Linked DNA regions of Zea mays: regions 1 and 3 are each linked to region 2. Evidence: chromatin contacts called from public Hi-C data. All regions are on one chromosome and are shown on one strand. Each heading gives the region's core, a stretch centred on a gene start, on an enhancer-like site or on the middle of the called end of the contact. The rest is flanking DNA. Distances are from core to core; before and after follow the strand shown. Region 1 holds the start of LOC100273133. Region 2 holds the start of LOC100191383. Region 3 holds the start of LOC542393 (phosphoenolpyruvate carboxylase 4).

The links. Hi-C and Micro-C count contacts between places; a contact is called where the count stands out from the background.
Region 1: a contact with region 2 is called in a Hi-C map of tassel, with 2.6 times the contacts expected there. The contact joins the promoter of LOC100273133 here to the promoter of LOC100191383 in region 2. A contact is called at or near these places in 3 of 25 Hi-C or Micro-C datasets (ear, leaf and tassel).
Region 3: a contact with region 2 is called in a Hi-C map of tassel, with 3 times the contacts expected there. The contact joins the promoter of LOC542393 here to the promoter of LOC100191383 in region 2. A contact is called at or near these places in 2 of 25 Hi-C or Micro-C datasets (ear and tassel).

Annotation. Positions count from the first base shown.
Region 1 is chr7:89,980,229-89,982,986 of Zm-B73-REFERENCE-NAM-5.0, forward strand. LOC100273133 reads right to left here and starts at 1,464. Exons shown (of 7, transcript NM_001147580.1): 1 at 1,104-1,464; 2 at 740-926. The coding sequence starts at 1,292.
Region 2 is chr7:90,324,166-90,327,208 of Zm-B73-REFERENCE-NAM-5.0, forward strand. LOC100191383 reads right to left here and starts at 1,419. Exons shown (of 11, transcript NM_001136817.1): 1 at 1,352-1,419; 2 at 686-1,050; 3 at 498-606; 4 at 180-216. The coding sequence starts at 1,032.
Region 3 is chr7:90,709,546-90,712,505 of Zm-B73-REFERENCE-NAM-5.0, forward strand. LOC542393 (phosphoenolpyruvate carboxylase 4) reads right to left here and starts at 1,277. Exons shown (of 10, transcript NM_001111968.1): 1 at 1,004-1,277. The coding sequence starts at 1,177. It overlaps LOC109940864, which reads right to left. Exons shown (of 1, transcript XM_020541201.2): 1 at 1,350-2,960. The coding sequence starts at 2,905. The coding sequence ends at 1,640.

The sequences.
Region 1 (2,758 bases), core at 214-2,713, 340 kb before region 2:
CTCTTGCCATTTCACCACCGTGATCTAAGCAAGCGAACATGAAGGAATTGCTATGCTCGACTAGGTGCCCATTAACTTCAAGAAGACAAGAATGCAGTGCACCTAGGTCTTCCCTGATGCCTAGAGCTATGCTTCCTACAGATTTCCACTGCCACTGCCGCCACCATATCTATATTGCTGTGGCCGCATACACCAGACACTTCCATGACACCTCACTATCCATCCTCAGATCTCCACCGCAGCCACTTTATCTATGACTGCTGCGGCCACATACACTGGTGTGGCCGCATTCCACCTGCATCTCATATCATTTTAGCACATAGATTTGAGCATGCAAAGATGAAAGAATTGCTCAGCTCAAACTGGTGCCCGGTGTCTTTGAGAAGAGAACATGATGCCCCCAGGTCTTCCCTAATGCCTCACACTATCCATCTAACAAATCTTTGCACTCTCATTGGTGAGCTTTGCAGATTGTTCAAAGCTTGCAACTGGGCCCCATCGTCCACAACAAACATTGATTTTGTAGGGCACTTCATGTTCTTGGAGGAACCCTTTCACTATGAACATAACCTTACAGGTAGCAGCGTCCTTGTAGGGTTTCGTGCATTTGCAGCAACAAGTTGATCGCACAGTACACATACAATTGGGTTATCCCATACCAGTAGAGCATTTGAATGCATCACGACATTGGTTAGTGGTGAATCACATGCGGAGGAGACGGAGACGGAGAATCAATCACCTGTCGAGGAGGAGCCATGGTGAGCAACAGCGACAGAAGAGGGCTGAGCGGCCCTGAAGGCGGAGGCGTTAGCGGCGTGCTGGTGGTGATCGGCCCCCGAGGGGGTCATCTTAGCCGGTGGAGACGGCACGACCCTGGTGGTCTTGGCCCGATGCGAGTAACGCCTGTTCTGAAACCAGTTCCACACCTAGACCAGCCGTAGCCATATCCAAGTTTCACATATCAGAGAGAAACCCTAAATCAAAATCACCCATAAAGGAAGGGCTGGTGGCCGGTGGGGTGAGGGTGGGGAAGGGGAGGATTCGACTTGATTCGAATAAAAAAAATATGAAGCACGAAGCTGGAGGACGAGGCGGCGCCGGACCTGCTTGGGCTGGATGGCCACCTTGCCGGCGCGCTCGGGCGAGGCGGAGAACTTATCGGCGAGAGTCTGGAGCATGGCGCGGGTGGGGATGCCGTTGTTGAGCTGCAGCAAGCGCGCCTCCATCTCCGCCACCTCGGAAGGGAGGAAGCGGAAGGCCGGAGCACCAGTGGTGCTCGGCGGACGACCCATCGGACCGGCGCTCTTGGACGGCGAGGGGAGGAGGATGCAGTGAGACCAGATCGGTGGTGGATCGGCGGACGGGGGTGGGGAAACTTTAGGAGAAGTGTGAGTTAGTGGAGGTAGGCGTTCATGGCTCCGGGCAGGCAACCGGTTCCGGCTCCGGCTCAACGGTGTAGGCCACGCACGCACCCGGGCGTGTTTGACTACGGCTCCGGCTGAACGGTTAAACCCAAATAGAGTCGGATATGGTAATCTTGGGCTGGTCCAAGCATGCACTCGAAGCGTCCTATGTGTAGCTGAGATCTTATCTGACATACACATTTAGGGTGTGTTTGAATGTACTAAAACTAATAATTAGCTGCTAATATTAGTTATATGCATCCAAACAGCTCAACTAAAAGTGCAACTAATAATTAGTTATATCCCAAATATCCGTTAGTTTCCTAGCTATCCCACACCGGCTAAAACCAGCTAATCAATCCCCTGTTTCTCCACACTGACCGGACCGCGAGAGGCACCACGGCCCACCTCCACGCCGATGCCGAGCCCCATAGGGTGGAGCGGCGTCTTCCCACCTGCAACCACCGCTGGTTCCCACTGATCCCCTCCACCATCGCTGGACCTCGCCGTGACTGCCGCCGCTGTCCCCTACGCTGCTGTCGTCCTCTACGCTGCCATCATCCCTACATCGTCAATCCACAAGGTGCGAATCATCCCGTCTCGTTGCCTGTTTCATTTCAGCTGATTAATCTCGCCCACGACGAGATCCTGTGCGTGCGTCCCAGATTCCGCTAGATTTTAGAGACGTACTGGCCCTTCCTCAAGTATTCTCCCAGTGCACTTCTCTGGTTACGGTGATTCCGCTAGATTGGATTCCGCTAGATTTCTATAGGAGCTAGCTTCTAGCCATGCATGAATCGTTGGGGAGCTAGGAGCATATGTATGCTGGTAGTAGTAGAATCTACTTTGCATTTGAACAACGCCACCAAGTACGAGTGCATTTGGAAGTAGAACAATTCAGCTTGCATTCAGAATCGTTGGGAGCTGGAAGCATCTATACTGCTTGGCATTGAGATGTTGTTTGGCCATGGCTTCAAGTTATAAATTCTGCTTCATCTAGAGATGATAGTTCGTGTTAGCACATTGGGAACCCAACTAAGCTTCCATGGGGTTTTTCTGCCTCGACATAAATATGTATTAAAAGGGGAGTCATCTATATGTATAAAGTTACTGACAGTGAGATAACTGATTTTAAAAGGGGAGCCATCTATGGATACTGCATGTGTGATGTCAAACATACGCAGATGCAGTACTGCACTGAAATTACTTCTGTGAATTCCTAGTTATAGTATGCATAGTACTGAAGTAATAATGTCAAACTCAATTCCATGACATATTTTAGATTTTTTGTGGTCGATGAGTTATAGCAGCTATGGCTACCTTTTTGTAATGTTGAACTCATCTATATGATGAGA
Region 2 (3,043 bases), core at 169-2,668:
GAAGATTTTTTTTTAACCCAACCTGAAATTCACTCCCATGGGGAGTCAAACTAAGGAACTGAAGAGTGCTACTCAGACCACATAACTAATTCAGCTAGAGGGCCTTACAGTCGATCTAAGACCAATAGTTCCTAGACAAGCAAGGAGCAAGTAATAATTAACTTTGGAGTGTTGAATACCTTCAATTACAGCCTTCTTTGCAGCTTTAATATCCATCTGCAAAATAATTGGGCAGTATTTAGATAACAGCAGAGCATTTCAATTTTTTAACAAAGGTGCATCTAAAATGAACTGGGAATATCTTAATTATATGGCAAACCATGAAAATTTTGCATAAAATAACACTAGCAAGAAAATGCGTACATATAACAGAAACTATTTGTTCCTAAGCTATGGAAACATAGCAAAAAAAATGCCTATAAGAGAAGTTTCAAAGGGAAGAAAGTGTCAGAACAACTAACATAAACACAAAAAAACAGTGGAAAATGTAAACAGACCAACTCACGTGGTAATCCTGCAGCGATGACATTCTGATGCAAATGCTTCTGTGCATAATCTGCCGCCAAGCGACCACCATGCCCGTCATAAATCGCAAAATGTACGCACCTGCACCATCCAGTACACCTCAAACTACATACATCAGCAATGCATGCGAGTACTTAATATGAACAGGAAAGATGATGACCTCAAGCTTCCTGGGGATTCTGCACCAGCATTGGGGAGCACCACCCAGGCGTCCTCCATAGTGTGCCTGCAACCCTTGTCGTCCGCCGCATCAGCCTCGACAACAGTCAATACCATCTTCTGCTCACCCAAAACCTTAGAGTTTGCAGCGCATTCCCCATCTGAAACGCATTTGTCCGATGGTGCTTCGCTTTCCTTTTGGCAGGTCCTCCTAGCTTCAGCATCCATTTGCTGTGAAACACTAGACTCTACACTGTCCCCCGTTTCAGAAGCAGTGTCGGTGCCTTTGATGCGCTTGGATGTACTATCATCATCGGCGTAGCTGCCTTCACGCTTTTGATGAGCCATGGTGATTATTTATTGGGCCTAAAATGCAAACATGAGGCGAAACTTAGTGAGGAGCCTATGCTCTGAAATTTCGCAACTCAACAACTTTTCGAGAGAAAAAAAATCAACTGAAACATGCAGCATAGTCATGGGCGCATCATTTATAGGGCATGGTTTATCCGACAATAGTTTTTGCCAGAAATCGAAGTTAGTGGATATGTAGTACACATATCCATGGAAATTGGATCGGATCCGAATCCGAATACATGTAGCTTAGTTAGGGTTTCGGGTGCTCGATTCGCAGAGGGAGGTGAAGGAAGGGGAAGGGGCGTACGCGTACCTGGTCGCTCTTCACCGGCTAAGGCGGAGGAGACCTGATGAAGGGCGGCGCGACCAGGAAAGAAAGCGACGAGAGGGAGAGAGCGAGCAGGGAGAGGGAGGAGGGCACGGCAATACGGGAGAAGCAGAAAGTGGGCGGGGCCTCGTGCACTCACCCGACTGGCAACAGGTTCACAGCCCATAGCCCAGTACGGGCCTGCAGCTGCTTCCTGGCCTTAGACGTGAAAGGACATGTTTTCCTCGATCAAAATTAAAAGCTAGGGATGGTTGGTTTCTGATCAAAGTTTAGTCCATAATATCAATGAGTACTAAGTCCTGTTTGGTTCGTGACTAATTACGTCACACTTTGCCTAAGATTAGTCATCTAAATTGAAGAACTAACTTTAGGCAGAAAAGTTAGACAAAGTGTGGCAAGTTAGGAGTGAACCAAACATACCCTTAAACTATTGTTTGACGCGCGCGAGCGCACGTTATTATTGTTTTTTTGTGATGATACAAATTTTTATGTGTAAAAAGATGTTATATATGAAGGTACAGGTATAATGTAATATTAATATTCTCTTTTTATGCAAATAAAGGGAAGGTTTAAATATTAATACTGGCTCGGTATTGTTCATTATAAAAAAAATTATAGATTGTATTTGTCAGTTATCTTCAATTAGTGGGTAGCATGATCTAAGGGCTAACAGCTAACTGTATATGCATATATTGTATCTAGAAATAAAACGATGACATACATAGTCTTCAAGCCATATTTAAGTGGGTCATTGTCTAAAACAAATATAAGCTGAAGTACATCAGCTGCATTTAGTAGAATATCTAAAGGGTTATTTAAATGTGCATTCATTGTATTTGGTATTTTGGTTACAAAATGGTAGGCATCCGCAACAGTTCCCTCTAAATTTTGCCCTCTATACCTCACTTTTTCGACACGTCACCCAGATTTCACCCTTCCGCAACGGTTCTACCTAAATTCTCCACATATACCCACTACAACCACAAAATATCATTTTCTATAACTATTTACTATTTATCATCTATTATCATTCTTTCTAAACTAACAATTAATAGCAGACACAAAAGTCAAGAAAGCTACATCGTTTAGAGGAACACTAGAAGGGAGGGAGAGAGAAACTTATCGTTGTTTAGGGGGCAGCGGAGGGGGGCACCGCTGTAGCTTTTAGCATCGCACTGCAGCCCCTACACGTAGCGGAGGGGGCAGCGTGCGGTAACCGCTGCGCATAGCATAAGATTGATAGCAAAAACTGAGACATCGTAGGTAAGAGCATTTTTATGGGTTTGATGTGGTTGCATCTATCATTCGTGGGGTCCTTTTTGTCTGTAGAATCCTTTTGATCCTATGAAAAACTGAAAGGGAATTAGGCTTACACCTAGTCCCTAATTAATTTTGGTGGTTGAATTGCCCAACACAAATAATTGGACTAACTAGTTTGCCCAAGTGTATAGATTATACAGGTGTAACAGGTTCACACTCAGCCAATAAAAAGATCAAGTTTTGGATTCAACAAAGGAGCAAAGGGGCAACCGAAGGCACCTCTGGTCTGGCGCACCGGACAGTGTCCGGTGCACCACCGGACATGTCCGGTGCACCAGAGGACTCCAACGTAAACTCGCCACCTTCGGGAATTTCCAGAGGCACTCGCGCTATAATTCACCGGACTGTCCGGTGTAC
Region 3 (2,960 bases), core at 27-2,526, 390 kb after region 2:
TTAATACGGTAAGTCACACTTACTGAACAATACAAGAACTTAGCCTTATTAGCCCACTTGAACGGAGGCTTTATTTTGATCCAAGATTTTTCATAGTTTGCCTATTAGCTGACTGTCATACGTTCTAGGTGTCCATGTTCTGTCACGGAAGGTGTTAGAAAGATAACAGGGGTTCACGTGCTACAGGGGTTAACATGATATGCCAGTTCTAGAAGAAGCTCTGAAATCAGCTGTAAAGTTTAAGTTGCTGGAGCCTGGGGATAAAGTCTGCCCAGTGCCCACTATGTGTTGCCATCGAAAAGGAAAATGAAAAGTCAAGCAGTCAAAGGATGTCGTGGAATCTGCAGGTTTCATTGTTTCAATCAATCAATCGGTCCAAAGTCAGTTAATGGACCAGGAATATATATAACAACTAAAGATCCACACTTGTTACAAATGGATTTTCCACAAATAAAGCCATGTTTCTACCGATATGATTGAGATTAAAAATTCGAACCTATCCGACCAATCAATCAAAAGATCTGTGATGGTCAGTCTCCTTTACCACTGAAAAAAGAAACCAATCTTTGAGCAATAACGAAAAAAAAACAAGGAACACTAGGAACGTGAATCCAGCACCTAGTCATCCACTATGTTTTTTATATTCTAAAAGAATACTATTCTTGTCCACACCAAATTAAGCAGGAAATCAACCGCCTTGTATTTAAACCTGAGGTGTGGACTCTGAAAAGAAAACAAAGAAGACCTTAATTTCATGCCTTCTTTTTGACTAAATATTGATACTTGTTCACTGTTTTTTTTTCTCAGGAAAAAAGAACGAAAAGTAAAATATATATATGAAATACAAAATAAAGGTAAAATAACAGGTACAGGACACATGACTGAACTAGATTACTTGGATCCAACCCAAGATTAAAGCTGCACCGCAAGCCCGAGCCAATAAAACAAAACACAATAGTATAGGAACCAGTGGGGACACGTAAGTTGCAGGAAGAATAGGTACCATTTCCTTGAGGTCGTCGCCATGGAGGTCCTGAAGGATGTCGAGGAACCGATCGAGGAGGAGAGCGTCGTACTCGATGAGCTTATCGTCCTCCGAAACCTTCCCCGGCACCAGCATCCGCAGCTGCGCGTCGATCGACGACAGACGCTCCATCTTCGCCCCTAAGGCAGCCATGTCGGCCCCCTAGTCCCCAATGCTAAGCGCCGCGGCAGTGGATTCGGTTCAAGAGCTGAAAGCAAAAACCAAGCAGGAAGGAGAGGAGCCAGGAGAGGGCAGAGTAGTACTTTAGTAGGAGGAGCGGATTCTGGCGGCCACTTTATAGACGGAGGAAGGATGGAAAGCATTAGGCTGAGTCCAGTGCACAGCCTCCCTCTCGCCACTGCCACGTCAGCTCTCGCCTCCACTCTCGCCTCTGCTGCTCCAGTGCACAGGCTGCAGCAGGCTACAGCCTCAGGCTATAGCCACATCAGCTTTTCTATTTCAGAATTAAGTAATTCACGCGGATTTATTTCAACGCTCAGAAAACACACAACATAATATTTTTATTGAATTAAAAATTACAAATTGCGTAATAATTAAAATAAAATTACATGACGATTTAAAAATACATAATAATTAATAGAAAATTACATAAATCTAATGATTATTATGTCCCCATACATGTTCAACCAAATCATTTAGTAGTTGTGTATACATCGATGTGTCCGTCATCTCGTTGTCCATTTGAATCCTAGCTGCTAGGCTCGGGGTTGCATTGTAGTAGATCGACGGGCCGACTGTAGAATCAACTGTCTCATATGTCTCGTCTAAATCGGCATCACGCTCGTCATCGATGATCATATTGTGCAAAATGACACATGCACGCATGATCAAACCAAGAGTACGTTGAGAGTAAGAACGTCCAGGAACTGCTATAATGTTGAACCGAGATTTCAACACTCCAAAAGCGCACTCAACATCTTTGCGCCATGCTGCTTGAGCATTTGTGAATAACTGATGTTTCTCACTTTGTGGAAGCGGAATACCCTTGATGAACACCGGCCAGGAAGGGTAGATGCCGTCGGCAAGATAGTATCCCATATTGTGTTCATGTCCATTAACCATGAAGTTCACTATGGGTGCTTGACCTTGAAGGACATCCTTGAATAATGGCGACTGATTCAGTACGTTAATGTCATTGTTGGACCCGGCCACCCCAAAAAAAGCATGCCAGATCCACCGATCATACGATGCAACAGCTTCTAAGATGATGGTGGGATGTTTGATATCCCCCCTTGTGAATTGACCGGCATGGGCGACCGGACAATTCCTCCACTGCCAATGCATACAATCGATACTTCCTAGCATGCCTGGAAAGCCACGCTCTTCTGCTTTTGCTAGTAGACGCTGAATATCCGCGACATTTGGTCGACGACAGAACTCCTCCTCATAACAATGAATGATACCCTCACAAAACTTCTCTAGACACTCTAATGCAGTTGATCTAGCTAGCTTTAAGTACTCATCTATCGAATCTGCAGCGGATCCATAGGCTAACAAGCGCAGAGCTGCGGTGCACTTTTGTAGGGGAGAGAGCCCGAGTCGACCCAGAGCATCTTCTCTTTGGGTGAAATACGGAGAGTATTCACCTAATCTAAGCATAATACTCAAAAAAAGTTGTCGCCTCATGCGATACCTACGCCGAAAGTAATTTGGAGGATACACACAGTCATCGGCGAAGTAGTCTTGATGAAGCCGATCATGGGCAGACTCACGATCACGATTGATGTAGCGTCGACGACGCTTGGGCCTGCTCGACGACTCTTCATTGAGGTTGAGCATAGCCTCCTCCATGGCTGCTTGCAATGCATTGCACATTCCCCCTTCGGCTCCTTCACTTGAGTTTGTGCTCGAGGAAGACATGACGTGAAGATGAGTAGAAAAGGCGAGTTTGGAAGAGAGAAATGAGATGAAATGG